5 separate regions of the Mus musculus genome follow, and all the other regions are linked to region 2. Evidence: chromatin contacts called from public ChIA-PET, HiChIP or PLAC-seq and promoter capture Hi-C data. All regions are on one chromosome and are shown on one strand. The core of a region is the stretch at or near the end of the contact, and the rest is flanking DNA. Distances in the headings are between cores, read along the strand shown. Region 1 overlaps Ncoa2 (nuclear receptor coactivator 2). Region 2 holds the start of Lactb2 (lactamase, beta 2). Region 3 overlaps Ncoa2 (nuclear receptor coactivator 2). Region 4 overlaps Ncoa2 (nuclear receptor coactivator 2). Region 5 overlaps Ncoa2 (nuclear receptor coactivator 2).

Region 1 (2,700 bases), core at 105-2,604, 430 kb after region 2:
CTCACCTTGATCTCTTATCCTTTCTCTCATACCTAGAATACAGTCATTTCAGTGATGTTATAGAGCACCCCTGTGTAAACTCTAATGTATTGACCTATGTTGTACTAACAGAGCAGGTACCCCTACCTCCATCTGTAGTCCCTGCTGTGAATCCCAGCCACCTCTGAGTTGGTGGCTACTTCAGGACACCTCACTCTTCTGAACCCAGTGATGGTGTCTTAGACCAACCAAAAAGCCAGATTCTTGTAAAGCCAGATTCTTGTTTTCCAACCAGTTTATTCCAGTTGTACTTGTTACTATAATTGCATATTGATCTTGAAATTTGAATTTGAAAACATGTATTTGTTAGAAATAATAAGATACGTCATGTGGACAATTTCCTGTTAAACGGGGACATGTAAGACATCTATAGTAGCTGGGGGAGTGATGTTCTTTTAGGTAAACAGTGAAGAAGCACTCTTAAGGGCTTAGTAGGGCTGTGTAAAGATGCATGCCTGCAGTCAGTGCTATGGAGCCTGAAGTGCAGGGACCTGAGGTGAAGGCCAGTCAGTATTCAGTATTCAGGAGGCAGTACACCCCTGTCCCCCAAAAAGAAAAAACCTTAAGTCTTTTTAAATAAATAAAAATGGGAAATCATAGCCCCTTCACTGCAGGTCTGGTTTACACCAGGAAGTGCTGAGAGAGCAGTAAAGATGGATATTCATGCTTATGTACTTATGATGAAATGCTTAAAGTTACAGGCATCATTTTCTATAATTATCTTTCACAACTTTAGTGTTCTTAATCAGCCAATTACTATTTCTGATTTTACAAGGAAAGTTTTCTGTTTAGAGTGAAACTGAGACATCTTGGTGTGCCTGAGAAAGTGCCTAGCAACTTCCTTTCTTTAAACTCTGCGGTCTACAACAGTAATGGAGTCTTATGTATTGACCCACTGGATAGTTCTGAAGGATGTGTGTTTATTACACAATGAAAAAAAGAAAGATTCTATCAAATGATGAAGTAAGCCTTTAATAAGTTAGATTAAGAAAATAATTTCTATAACACATTCAAGTTTATAAATTGGTCTTTTCAGTGATCATTATGTCCTGAACAGATCACTTTAGTGCCCACATTACAGTTAAAATTAAAATTGAGGGACAATTGGGTCCCTCCTACCTCTGCATTTGAGTGCTGGGTTTGAAGGTGAGTGCCATTGCCATTCCTGGCAGGATTAACTTTTGAGTTCTAAAATGTCTTATGTGCCTTGTTCATGTTTCAGAACTGTTCTCTTGGTGCCTTGTTCTCTTCCTGTGTGCAGTGGTGGTGAGCTCACACAGGACGGGTGAAGGGCACGTATATCACTGTATGAGGCACTCAGCCAGTGTCAGTTACTGAGTCACACCTGAGTTTGAGTCCAGCCTGTCCTTTGGTATCTGTGAGACTGAAGTTGCTTTGCAAGCAGGTTAGAGAAGTTAGATAACCAACAGGGTGTATATGTGTCCATCTCAAGACATCAGGCAGAGTGAGGTGTGCAAAGTGTCTGTGTGCAACCTCCTCCTCCTGAGTGAGTGCTAACCAAAAAGCCCCAAGGAAAGAAGATGCTGTAGGGTGAGAGAGAGCGCCATGGAGGTCAGGAACAAAGCTGATTGCCTCAGGCTGAAGGCCTTTGACATCTTAGTCATTTTCTCACATCAACTGGGAAGGCTGTTAAGTCTCAGAAAGAAATTATAAGTAACAGTAAAGAAAGATCATTGAATTTACCTTTGACAAGTTATGAAAGTCTAACATAAATCTTCTTCCTCTGCTCTTGGTTTGCTGATTTCTTTACATTTATACTTAAGCAAATTGGATTTTAAAATGTTAGCTGGAAGCAGGCACCTCACTTGCAGTGCGGAGAAAATGGCTTATGGGGTGCAAGGAGTGGTGCTCTTTCTGTGTTTTCTCATCTGATGCCTTATTAAAAATTGTCTTGCTATTTCTGTCTAGATTCAAAGAGCCCCGTGAGTGCCTGCACTGAGGAATTTAGCCTGAGAGGACGCAGAAAACAGAAACTGGCTCTAGCCAGTGATGTCACACTGATATACCCCAACCCTACCCCACCCCCACACCACTTACATATTCTGCAATGAATTTTGCCAGTGAGGCATTTGGGGCTTGGGGGGAATTTCTTTCTCCCACTTTAAGGAAGATGTAGACATGAAAATGTCACAATGTAATATTTGTGTCACCAGTGACTATGAGTCAAGACATTCATTTGATTATAGCAGTGCACATTAAAGAGCCACCACCCGCTTCTGTTTAATGTGTTTATTACTGTCTTCCCAATGGCATCTTGAAGTGTCTTTCACTAAAAAATTCATGAGTATTATTGGCTTTCAGACAGAAAATACAATATGTCTTTTAGTAACTGTCTAATAGACCACTTTAAGGCCATTATACAAAAGTAAATCTAAGAGCAAAGCATTTTGGGGAGGAAGAATTTTTAGCTTAAACATTTGTTTATACAGTCTTCTTACTCTTGCGTAGAAGAGGATCTGGAACGCAGAAGGTAGTTGCCGACGCCATCTCCTTGGAGAGTAGTTGTAGGGTGTGTTGTTTTCTTTAGTCCTGGCAACTGCTGCTGTTGTAGTATTGAAGTCATTTTCTTTTTTTTCTTTTTTCTTTTTTTCTTTTTTCCCTGAGACAGGGTTTCTCTGTGTAGCCCTGGCTGTCCTGGAA
Region 2 (2,700 bases), core at 1-2,500:
ATTGGAAAAGACAGAGCAATTATATCACTTTCACCTTGGACACTAAACCAACCTATTTCCCTTGGCAAGGGTAGGATAGAGAGGAGATAAACAAGCCCCTCCACTCTGCGCAGATAGCACCATGTGCTCATGTAAAACAAGTGGAAGCAGAGCTTGGCTCTCCCAAACTCCAATTTACATTTATAAAATGGGGGGAAATTGTGCCTGTTAAGAGTTAAGAACTGCCGGGTGGTGGTGGCGCACGCCTTTAATCCCAGCACTTGGGAGGCAGAGGCAGGCATATTTCTGAGTTCAAGGCCAGCCTGGTCTACAAAGTGAGTTCCAGGACAGCCAGGGCTACACAGAGAAACCCTGTCTCGAAAAAAAAAAAAAAAGAGTTAAGAACTACGTGGGATTTTAAGAGTAGATAACTAATGGGGTTTGGGGCGATAGATCAGTTATTAAAGTGATTGCCTTATAAGCACGACAAGCAGAGGCTGATCCCCCAGAACCTATGTAAAAATGTGGGGCATGGTGTCTCATTTTTATAATGCCTGTACTGGGGAGATGGAGACATGGGAATCTCTGGGGCTGTCAACCGCTGGCCAGTCTGGCCTGGGTGGCAAGTCAACACTGGTGAAGGGTATGCACAGTTCCTGAGTCACCTGAAATTGTCAAATTGTCTTCTGGCCTCTGCAGATATGCACAGTCGCTTTTATTTTCTTTCTTTCTTTTCTTTACTTTTTTTTTTTTTTCCTGTTGTTGAGGATTAAAAAGTAATGTTCGGAGGTGGCCCTTGGCTAGACGCACACAGGTACAAGTAAGCATTGGTTGCCATCATTTATTGTAAAAGGTAAGCTATTCTTCAAATCACCAGCCTGCCATTCCTTCCTAAGTTGGTGACTCAGTAAATACTCCCCATACCTGCCTAGCTTGTGACCTTCCCTCCCCCACTTCTGGAGGTTAACTTCAATGAAGTAACTGCATTCTTCTTTATGGATATGTAAAGCTACTTGGAAACAAGGCTCAGAGACACAAGAAGCTCAGCGACGGAGCCGGCTGAGGCCAGTGCGGGCGGGTCAGGCCACCTCATGCCACAGTCACCGCGAACTCATCCCTCCACCCCACCCCCGTCACTTGGCTGACGGGCGTGCCAGCAAGTCGTAAGATAGTGGCCGCCAATCCGCTCCGGGCCACTGAGCGAAGTCCCACGTGATCCGCGCCGGGCCTGACGTCACGAGACCGCCGCCCTGCCCTCCGAGCCTGAGGTCGCAGCACGCTGAGTGACTTGGAATTCGGGTGCCGGCGGTCACCGAGGTAGATAGAGAGATGGCTGCCGCTCTGCAGCGCATCGAGCAGCTGTCCAGTCGGGTGGTGCGCGTGTTGGGCTGCAACCCGGGTCCCATGACCCTGCAAGGCACCAACACGTACCTGGTGGGGACCGGCAGCAGGTAAACGCCACCCCCGAGCCCCCGCAGCTCACGCAGTCACGTGGCAGGGAGGCAGCGAGAGGCCAGGCTAGCCCCCAGCGCGTCCCCGAGCTCTGCGGAGGACAGAGGGTGTAAGAAAAGCACAGGCTTCCCAAGTCTGACTCACAGTTTACTTGCTGTCTCGCTGCCCGCAGGTGGTGACCGAGTGAGTTTACCGTAGCCTGTGTGTTAGTGCACACTTGAAATCCAGTGTTTGGAACGCAGAGGCAGGAGGTCGCCCCCAGTACGAGGCCATCCTAGGCTACATAGCCACTTTCAGGCTTGGTTGGGTCATATAACTAGGCCCTTAAAAGTTTACTGTAAGCAATTGACTATACTAAATCCAGTCTCTTACAGTAGAGGGCAGAATTTGCTTCTAGTTCAACCGGAGTCTAAACCCGACAGAGCAACCCAGCCTGTGGGTAGGAGAAACTAACTCTTGCTTTTTCTACTAATCGTGTATGACAAGCATATCTTGTTTGCGTTTAAAGTCTCTATTATATTAACTCTTCTAGAGTAAAGGATATTTACAAGCATCGGACTCTAAAAGTAGACATAAAAGGTTTAGCCCAGAGTGAATCAGGCCAGGGGAAAGTACGGGACCTTTAGGCTTCCGGCATGCTTTTAGCAGCAGAGTGCCTAACCTCTAGAGTATGGTCTGAGCCCAGGACAATCTCTTCGATGTGCCACTTTAAACCCATTCTGAAGTCAGCACCTAAGCCGGAAATTGCAAATAGTCTGAATAACCCTGGAGAATGCCCTGCTGGAGTTTGCTGTATGGTTCCAGGACATTCAACACAGCCTGCTTTTCTTCGAGGGTTAAAATAGATGGCTGGTTTCTATGCAAACTGGATGAAGAAGTTACTAAGATGAACAGTTGCTAAGCACAAATGTTCACTGGAATCATATATTGTACTTAAGTAATAGTTTTATTTTTATAGGCTCTTTAGGTAGTAAGTAATGGTAAAATAATTAACGTGCAGATGATGCTACTCAAACTAAAGGGTGATTAGAAACAAATATTAACTGGGTCCAAAGCAGATGTTCAAGACTTGTGTCCACTGCTCCGCATCACAAAAAGGTCTAAGATGATAGGTGGCACTATATCATTGAACTCATTTTTACACTTCTGTTTCTGCTAACTTTGGGGCTCATTGGCCAATCCCTCCTTGCTGACACAACATCCTCTCTAGCTGCTGGTCTCTCATTCTCCATCTTTATCAGAGTTTTGTACTTCTCTAAATGCAATCCT
Region 3 (2,700 bases), core at 126-2,625, 450 kb after region 2:
GTGTAATGGTGGGTCCTGCTTGTTGTATCTCAGGTGGTCATAGTAAGTTGAGTGGATCTCGGCAAGTCTGGGGTGGAGAAGAGTGTAATCACCGAGCTCTGGGGAAGAGGGCACTGCCTGTGGTGGGGGAGGTGGGACATGGAGTGCACGCACTCATCAGTGTTCTGCAGACACACAGCGCTTCATGGGACCATTTATATTTTGGGGGACAGAAATACCTGGAAATTTGGCACAACACAGTTGATCACAAAAATAAGATATAGGACATAAAATAAGAGTCTTCCAGGCAAAAGAGACTTGCATGACATTAAAAGAAAGAACTTACTGCCTCTGTGCCAGGAATGAAGCTCAGGTGTCAGGTCCCTGCTCACACTGGCCTTGCCACATGTCAGTCAGGAGACACCTCCTAAACATTTCAGATCTCTCTCTGCAGAGACTGCAGACGGTGTGCTCCAGCTGTCCAAACTCTAGCACTTGTGCTAATGATGGCCCCTCCCTCTGTTAGCCAGCTGTGTACCCTGTGAAATGTGGGTTCATCTCTATACTATATGGGAATTCTGTGACTACCTGTCCTTTATTCATCTTCATCAAAAGGCAAAAGTCAGCTGCCACCATGGAGGTGAGAGGCCATCCTGGCAGAGTGCTTCCTCTGTCCTAAGTTTTGCTCTGCTGTCTTCATATCCTTTGATCTGTACAATGCCCCTGTAGAGTAAGTCTGCTTATTCTCTCAGTTTTACAGGGGAAGGCCTTGGGTTAGGGCTGGCTGCTCTAAAGCTACAAGGCCTCAGATCTAAATCTCTACTTCGTTCCCACGCCTGTGTGTTCAGGGAGCCTGTCATCCAGCCTGCCCTGGTGGTTTTGTCTGCCATTTGGAGGAAGTTGTTCTGAGCAAATTGGGTTAAGTGTGGACTCAGCTGTTATTCAGGATGCTTCGTGTACCGAGAGGAATATTTCTTACAGAGCTCTGTTTTAAAGGATAGTATGCATGTTCAAGGCAGGTCATGTTTTTCAGTAGCACACACGCACGCACACACACTTTAGGAGAAAAAAAAAATCCCAAGAAAGAATGTTATGTGTGGGAGGGAAAAGAAAAGAAAAAACAACAACTTGGTATTTAGCCAAAAGTAGTGACATTCCAAGCTTGTTTTCGAGTATTTGTTTTGTTCACTGTTAATTATAAAAGAAGAGTCCATCTGTCAGTCAGTCAGACTGGTGTTCTGTTGTCTCATCATGTTGTCTTTTCCATCTTAATAAGAGGCCATGTGCTCTGATTTCAGGAGCTGATATTCACTGACCATCCCAGTACTCATTGCCTCATTGGCCAAAAGTAAAGAGCTGCATGTGAGGGCCCAGGCTGGACCACTGTCTAGCAGAGCCAGGGAGTGGCACTGTGAGGGCCCAGGCTGGACCACTGTCTAGCAGAGCCAAGGAGTGGCACTGTGAGGGCCCAGGCTGGACCACTGTCTAGCAGAGTGTAGTGGCTATTCCTGGTTGTCAACTTGACAATATTTGGAATGAACTACAATTTGGAATTGGAAGGCTCACCAGTGACCCTTATCTGGAGGCTTGGAGATCCTTATCTGGATCTTGGTTTGAAGATCTTGAGCCATAGTGGCTATGGATTCCAGAAGATTGAATCTCCGAGTTAAGGAACACACCTTTAATCTGGGCTATGCCTTTCATCTGGGATTAAAGGTGTGGTGGAACACACCTTTAATCTGGGCTACACCTTTTGCTGGAGACAATATAAGGACATTGGAAGAAGGGAGTCTAGCTCTAGTTCTTGCTCTTGCTCCTTCGCCTGCTTGCTGCGTGAGACTGAGTAACTGCTAGATCCTTGGACTTCCATTCACAGCTGCGACTGAACCATTGTTGGGAATTGGGCTGCCGACTGTAAGTCATCAATAAATTCCTTTACTATCTAGAGACTATCCATAAGTTCTGTGACTCTAGAGAACCCTGACTAATACAGAAGTTGGTACCAGGAGTGGTTCTAGAGTAACAGAAGTACAAGGATGAATCTTTTAAAATACTGGAACTGGCTTGTTGATCCACCAGCACTTTCAACTATTGAAACCTCTCCAGATTCTCTCCCTCCTGGGAGCTTAGAGAATTTTGAAGACCCATGGTTGAAACTATATTCCGAACTTAAAGAAGCTAATGCCCTTGATTTTCTTAATGAATTAGGTGATTCAGTGCACAAAGCTTTCTACAAGATGGGGAAAAAATCGAAAAATGATTTTACTGGCTGGCTGCTCTTAGTATCTGTGGAAAGAATGATGAATGAAAGGAAGGAGTTGTGTGATAAAATTGAAAGGCTCCAGACACAAGTAAACGATCTAAAAGTTGCTAAGTGTGTCCTTGAAGAAAATCTTCTCTCTTGTAGCAATAGAGCTCAAGTTGCAGAAAATCAAACGGAAACTCTCATTGTAAGGTTGGCTGAACTACAGCGAAAATTCAAGTCTCAGCCTCAGAGTGTGTCGACAGTTAAAGTAAGGGCTCTAATTGGCAAAGAATGGGATCCTACAACATGGGACGGGGATGTGTGGGAAGACCATGTTGAAGCTGAGAGTTTTGAATCTTCAGATTCTCAAGGGTTTGCCCCACCCGAGGAAGTAGTACCCTCAGCCCCACCCCTTGAAATAATGCCTTCGCCACATGAGGAAATTAATTTTGCAGAGTCTGATAAACCAGCAATGA
Region 4 (2,700 bases), core at 5-2,504, 320 kb after region 2:
TAAGTTGGTAGAGTGCTTACTTGTGGAGAGGCAAGTTCGATCCCCAGCACCTCATAAAGTGGGTTTAGTGGCTTGTGCCTGTAATCCCAGCACTCAGGAGTGGGGAGGCAGGTGGACCCAATATTATCCTGTGTTGCTATTAATAGCAAAGTCAAGGCCAGGTTGGGTTATATGAGACTATGAGACTCTATCAGAAAAAAAAAATAATAATTAGGGGAAAAAAAGAAAAAGAAAGCAGATCCTGCCTCCAGGAATGACAGGATTGCAGTTTGGGGAGGGTCACTGGTCAGGAAGGGACTGACTTAGTAAAGTGCAGTCTGGCCGTCTCCTTTTGAGGGCCTCAGCCAGTGACTGCTGTCCTAATTAACATATCAGTAAAACTTATTGTGTGATACTTGAACTCAGTGAAAGATTATAGTAAACTTACTCACGCTAGACTTTGCCAACATTGTAAGAAAAATGGAATTGATGACTTTCAGGATATTGTAATGGATTGCTTTAGCTTTAGTAGCAGATTTTTAAAAGGAATGAATCAATAAAGCCATTATTCTGTGTGTGTGTGTGTGTGAGCATCGCAAGCATGTTCGTGCCATCGTCTGTCTGTGGTGTTGCAATGCATCAGCCCACATTGAGATCAGAGGATAGCCTGAGAGAGTCAGGAATGGCACTCAGACCCAAGGCCACTCAGACCCAAGGTAGCCGCTGCCTTTAACCCTTTACCTGCTGAGTTCTTCCTTGCTGTCAAAGGATAGGTAATGACTGTGTTTTTCTTCCATCTGGTCACTTCTTTTGGGCTCCTGTTTACCTTCACTTCCCTTAGAGACGAAGTTCTGTAAAACTACCCCATTTGTCTGAGAGCTTATTTGTGTCCTCCGAGTTGCCTGTTGGAAAAAGTCCTGGCCTAGAGGATTCCACAGCCTCCCCTCTGAGTGCTTCCTCATCAGACTTGTGGTTGCTGAGGGCAGAATGTAGAACTCTGCAGAATGATGTCCTGTCTCAGCCTCGCTCATGTCTTAGCGCTGAAGAGTGACCCCATGGACCATCCATCAGCCTCACATCTCACATTGTTGCTGCTGACTCCCTTTACCTTGCATTCGGGTTGTCAGACTCTGCACTGTCCTGAGCACCATGAAACCCTTGCAGTCTCTTGTACTTCCCAGTCCTCATCTGGAGATGGAGCAAGCACAGTGGCTTATAGATCTTCCCTTGTGAGTCCGTGGTATGTCAAGTTTCTCTTCTTAATGCGTTCAGAATGTGGTCAGTGTTGAGGAGCGCTGCACTCACACAGACAGGAAGGAAGAGCTGGAGTCTGCACTCTAACATCCTTAGACCCAAGGTCACTTCTGTGTCTATGTTCACTAGACCCACCTGAAGACCCTCGTTTCTTATCCTGAAGGCTCAGCTTAGACAAGCTCACAGCTCTTTTATTTCAGCGGGTCTCTCTGTAATAGGGTTTAGTTTTTTTGTTTTTTTACTTTTAGAAAGTAGGTGTTAACATCTTTAGCATTTAGATTTATAATTACTGAGAATTTTCTGACATTTTGAATAGTACCACTTAATACATGGAGACTAATAATCAAACATTTAGACTGGAGCTGTTTGTGGCAGGAGCCAGTTTTCCCTCAAAGCTGGCGGACTGTGATTATCTGTCCCTATGTACAGCAGCTCCACAAGCCATGCTACACTCTCCGCAGTCCCATTTCTATATGGTGTTGGGGTAACTACCACTCTGTTGGTAGTCTTTCACTGTATGTGGAAATATAGTCCACCTCCTGAGGACGAGAGAGAGGAAACAGTAGCAATTAATGCTTTATTCCCGCAGTGCTTCAGAAATCGGCATGCAAGTTCTCATGCTAGTCTTACTAATGCTGTTATTTTGAATTTGTTTAATTTCAAAACAGTGTTCAGTGTCTCCTAATGAGACATAGCCCCTGAAACAAGGTCAGTGTGATAGAAGAGGGAGCCTGGTCTGTCAATAACATGTGGATTTTAAAAGCCTCTCTCCAAGCGTGGGTGGAGCTTCTGAGGGCTAGGTGTGCAGTGGATGTGATGCGGATGGGTGCTTCCACTCTCCCTTGGGAACACTGCAGAGGCTCCTTCTGTGCTCCCCTGGGATGGATGGCTACTGCCTGTAGATTTGGGTTATACCCACTCCGGGCAATCTTCAGGAGTCTTGCCTTCACACTTGGTCTTTCTAGCAGTAAGACTGCTTCTGTGTGAGAGTGTCTGTTTTGACTAGCTTCTGCAAAATTGGGGTTGCCTAGGAATCCTGTCTTTGCCTAAAAATCTGAACTCTAGATTTTGTAAGTACACCAAGCTTCCACATAATACTGGATATTGGACCCAGGGTCTGGTGCCTTCGAGGTAAGCCTTCTGCCTCTGAGCGGCACCCAGCTGCTGGTTTTGTTTGTTCGGTTTTCCCGAGATGGGTTTTGCTGTGCAGCCTCTGCTGTCCTTGAACTCACTGTTTAGACCAGGCTGGCCTAGTGCTGAGATTAAATGTTTGTACTACCATCACCCTGCTCTTTCCTTTTGTGCTTAGTCAGGCCTAAGTTGTTCACTCTGTATGCCAGGCCGCCTTTGAACTGGAGCTCTGCCTGTCTCAGCCATCCACATCCATGCTGCCTGCAAGACAAGCACAGGCCACAGGCTTGGCTCCAAGTTAAAAAAGAAAAGGCTACAGAACTTTGTAGGCTTTTG
Region 5 (2,723 bases), core at 40-2,539, 470 kb after region 2:
CCACTATTTAATTTGCTCTTGTGTTTTGTTGCAGAGAAAGCAGCAGCTGCCAACATAGATGAAGTGCAGAAGTCAGATGTGTCGTCCACGGGGCAGGGTGTCATCGACAAGGATGCACTGGGGCCCATGATGCTTGAGGTAACCACAGCCTTACCTGGTTTTGATGCTTGGAGTACCACGCTCCCGTGGCTTTGTATCACACATGTTTCAGTATTCATGTGCTGCATTTATGTATGTTCAGGTACATATGATTTAAGGAGAATCCACATTGCTGTGCTTACTGATGCAAGTGGGAATGTCTATCTGTGAGCTCTTGCCCCAGCAACATTCTCTGTATGTGGAACAGCATAGACTTCAATTAGATGAAAATACGAAGTGCAGGTGTGAATTGTCAGTTGAGCACTTATTTTCTGAAGCTGAACTTGGACGTCCTATTGAAGGGTGGGACTCTTGCCTCAGGCTCAGGGTTCCTGTGTGCCACATGCCTCGGCCTGTGTAGACGGTTTAAAATGTGAGAGCCAACAAAACGAGGGTTATGCTTTTTAGGGCTGGTAATTCCAACTAGTATGTTTTTCTCATAGAAGTCAAGGTTAAAATAGGAAGAAGGAACTTTTTAAAAGCATAACCGAGTGACTGGCCTTAGGGCCTTAGGGCAGCTACTGTCTCAGGCTTATAAAATCCTCCTTGTTTTTTTAATGAGTACTAAACACCCAGTGCTTTACTGTCCCTCTTTCAAAGTTAAAATTCAAGATGTGGGCTATGGTAAAATGAGAGAAGAAATAGCAGTGAATAGACAGAGCTGCCTGAGACATAAATTATCTCAAGTCTCGTGGCGCTCTGCTCTGCTGAAGACATTCTAAGCGTAAAGGACCACGTGGTCAGAACCGCGGCGTTGTGCCTGCTCTGTGCCTGCTGCAGCAGGCTTGTGGATTCAGGACTAGGATTTTTTAAACAAAGCTAGTTGGCACTCTCTTGACCTTACTGTCCCCTTTCTCATCTAGAAACGCTAAATCTGCAGGTATGTCCTGTGTAGTTGGGAGCTCGCCTTTGCATTAACAACTAACAGCTCATCCCTAGGGGGCAGAGGGGCACTTCCCACACACTGTAGGAGCGGGAAAGAAAGCTGTGGCCAGGTGACCACTTAGAATTACATAAAAGAGCCGAGGAGGACAGCTTTCTTTAGAAAACCTTGTGAATTGTAAGCAGAGATTTAATTGGAATTTTTCCATATAACTGTTTATTCATTATGCCTCGGGGAGTGGGAAATAGCACTGAAACCCCAAGGAGGACTTTGAGGCCTTTAAAAAGAAACGCTTAGAGCAAGGCAGGCTGTGGCTTAGCCCTTGCAACAAGTTCATTAATTGTAGAAACTGGATTGCAGGATGGCAGTGGCCCTTATTTCATAAAATCAAACCAAAATTTTTGCTGTTTGAAAATAATCTTCTGAGAATGAGTGGAGTGCATTGAGGAAGCGCCTGTGCAAGCTGAGTACTAAGTCAGCGTGCCAGAGAGGAAGCTCCGGGATCTAGTGGCTTACGGCTTAACTGGAGACCTTTCAACAGGGAGAGCATGTGTGTGCTCGGAGAGCTGTTCCTAGGCATAGATGCACACTCATGCTTGCATCATAGCATAGCGGTTGCTAGGCAACAGAAGCAAATGTCAGCTCTTGCCATCAGAGCATATCATAGTGAGCTTTAAAAAACACAGTTTTATAAAACGAGCCACTTTCATTTTTCAATTTTATTAGGCCACAAATGAGCCTTCTCACCATACTCTAAGAAGCCACATGCCCTTTCAAAGCCAACACTAGTAATGTAGTATTGAAAGCCTAAGAACTCTGCTGAACGAACACCCAGCGGTGGCAGTAGTGAGAAGTAACAAGAGATCTGTAAGTGCCATGTGCTGTTGCTGTGCCTCTCCAGTGTACACAGCTTAGTGCAGCCTGTGTTGTTGGCCACTTAGGTTTCTAGAGTCTTGCTTTACCCTGAATGTGCATCATGCTATAGAGAAAACCTGACAGACTAGTTAAGGAAAGTCTAAAGCCAGTGGGTTTTTTTGTTTGCTTTGGTTTGGGTTTCATTGTTGTTCGCTTTTTTGCTGTTATTATTACAAGACAGGTCCTTGACCTTTAGTCCAGACTGGCCTTGTTCTTCTACTGTAGCCCAGGTATTAAGATAGCTGATGCCATCACACCCAGTTTACTTTTTCTTTAAACAACTTCTTATTTATACCCCAGAATCAGTTTTAGATTGATGGAAATCTAGTCTGACAAAACAGAAGCCTTTTATATAAACAGCCTTGGGTGGACCAAGCATTCCGGCCATCCCTCACCACCGTGTGGGGACTGGGCATGCTTTAAATGCAGTAGATATGTATCTGAAGAGCCTAAGTGGCATCAGCTGACTGGGAATTTAGCTTTGAAGGTGTCCAGGTCTTCTTAGACTGTGAAGGGAAACTCTGCTCTGTTCTGAACAAGCATCAGATGTAGGAGAGACACGGAGCTGCCATTGCCAGGGCAGACCAGAAGGAGTCTTACCAGGAGAAGTATCTGAGCTCCTGGAGTCGCTAGCGGACTATGTGCAATTTTCCTTCCATAACCCCTGATCCCCTCTGTGCCTTGGAGAAGAGGGCCTTGGGAGGACACAGTATGCCCACAGCAGAGTGAACATGCCCACAGCTGCTGTTTACCTTCTCTTCCTAAAGTGTGGAGACCAGTCTCTTTC

Evidence for each region. Promoter capture Hi-C pulls out the DNA fragments that hold promoters and counts their contacts. ChIA-PET counts read pairs in DNA pulled down with a chosen protein or histone mark. HiChIP or PLAC-seq counts read pairs in DNA pulled down with a chosen protein or histone mark.
Region 1: a contact with region 2 is called in an RNA polymerase II ChIA-PET map of memory CD8 T cells, with 6 read pairs. The contact joins the enhancer-like site here to the promoter of Lactb2 in region 2. A contact is called at or near these places in 7 of 39 promoter capture datasets (the 3T3-L1 cell line, the HPC-7 cell line, HPC-7-derived erythroid cells and 3 more), 2 of 484 Hi-C or Micro-C datasets (the HPC-7 cell line and liver) and 4 of 115 datasets of contacts at active chromatin or transcription factors (astrocytes, embryonic limb bud, large pre-B cells and 1 more).
Region 3: a promoter capture Hi-C map of the HPC-7 cell line shows a contact between it and region 2. The contact joins the enhancer-like site here to the promoter of Lactb2 in region 2. A contact is called at or near these places in 9 of 39 promoter capture datasets (the 3T3-L1 cell line, the C10 cell line, the HPC-7 cell line and 5 more), 1 of 115 datasets of contacts at active chromatin or transcription factors (large pre-B cells) and 1 of 9 other capture datasets (adipose tissue).
Region 4: a contact with region 2 is called in a promoter capture Hi-C map of the HPC-7 cell line. The contact joins the enhancer-like site here to the promoter of Lactb2 in region 2. A contact is called at or near these places in 7 of 39 promoter capture datasets (the C10 cell line, the HPC-7 cell line, hematopoietic stem and progenitor cells and 2 more), 1 of 15 datasets of contacts at CTCF or cohesin (the NIH/3T3 cell line), 3 of 484 Hi-C or Micro-C datasets (the HPC-7 cell line, cortical neurons and macrophages), 3 of 115 datasets of contacts at active chromatin or transcription factors (bone marrow-derived macrophages, large pre-B cells and memory CD8 T cells) and 1 of 9 other capture datasets (liver).
Region 5: an H3K4me3 HiChIP or PLAC-seq map of forebrain shows a contact between it and region 2, with 5 times the contacts expected there. The contact joins the enhancer-like site here to the promoter of Lactb2 in region 2. A contact is called at or near these places in 4 of 39 promoter capture datasets (the 3T3-L1 cell line, the HPC-7 cell line, hippocampal neurons and 1 more), 1 of 15 datasets of contacts at CTCF or cohesin (pro-B cells), 1 of 484 Hi-C or Micro-C datasets (the N1E-115 cell line), 4 of 115 datasets of contacts at active chromatin or transcription factors (bone marrow-derived macrophages, embryonic stem cells, forebrain and 1 more) and 2 of 9 other capture datasets (embryonic stem cells and liver).

What each region holds. Positions count from the first base shown.
Region 1 is chr1:13,230,310-13,233,009 of GRCm38.p6, reverse strand. The region is part of intron 2 of Ncoa2 (nuclear receptor coactivator 2); the gene reads left to right. Among named protein-coding and RNA genes, the nearest start is that of Gm23169, 100 kb to the left of the region's middle. Within about 2 kb of position 1,354, at least 21 of the 459 cell types and tissues checked have an H3K27ac peak or open chromatin away from gene starts, as enhancers often do. A contact at or near this core is called in memory CD8 T cells, where this site is marked.
Region 2 is chr1:13,659,059-13,661,758 of GRCm38.p6, reverse strand. Lactb2 (lactamase, beta 2) reads left to right here and starts at 1,250. Exons shown (of 7, transcript NM_145381.2): 1 at 1,250-1,430. The coding sequence starts at 1,309.
Region 3 is chr1:13,212,781-13,215,480 of GRCm38.p6, reverse strand. The region is part of intron 4 of Ncoa2 (nuclear receptor coactivator 2); the gene reads left to right. Among named protein-coding and RNA genes, the nearest start is that of Prdm14, 87 kb to the right of the region's middle. Within about 2 kb of position 1,375, at least 20 of the 459 cell types and tissues checked have an H3K27ac peak or open chromatin away from gene starts, as enhancers often do. A contact at or near this core is called in the HPC-7 cell line, where this site is marked.
Region 4 is chr1:13,341,080-13,343,779 of GRCm38.p6, reverse strand. The region is part of intron 1 of Ncoa2 (nuclear receptor coactivator 2); the gene reads left to right. Among named protein-coding and RNA genes, the nearest start is that of Gm23169, 7.8 kb to the right of the region's middle. Within about 2 kb of position 1,254, at least 22 of the 459 cell types and tissues checked have an H3K27ac peak or open chromatin away from gene starts, as enhancers often do. A contact at or near this core is called in the HPC-7 cell line, bone marrow-derived macrophages and memory CD8 T cells, where this site is marked.
Region 5 is chr1:13,187,502-13,190,224 of GRCm38.p6, reverse strand. It overlaps Ncoa2 (nuclear receptor coactivator 2), which reads left to right. Exons shown (of 23, transcript NM_008678.3): 5 at 35-138. Among named protein-coding and RNA genes, the nearest start is that of Prdm14, 62 kb to the right of the region's middle. Within about 2 kb of position 1,289, at least 89 of the 459 cell types and tissues checked have an H3K27ac peak or open chromatin away from gene starts, as enhancers often do. A contact at or near this core is called in the N1E-115 cell line, forebrain and hippocampal neurons, where this site is marked.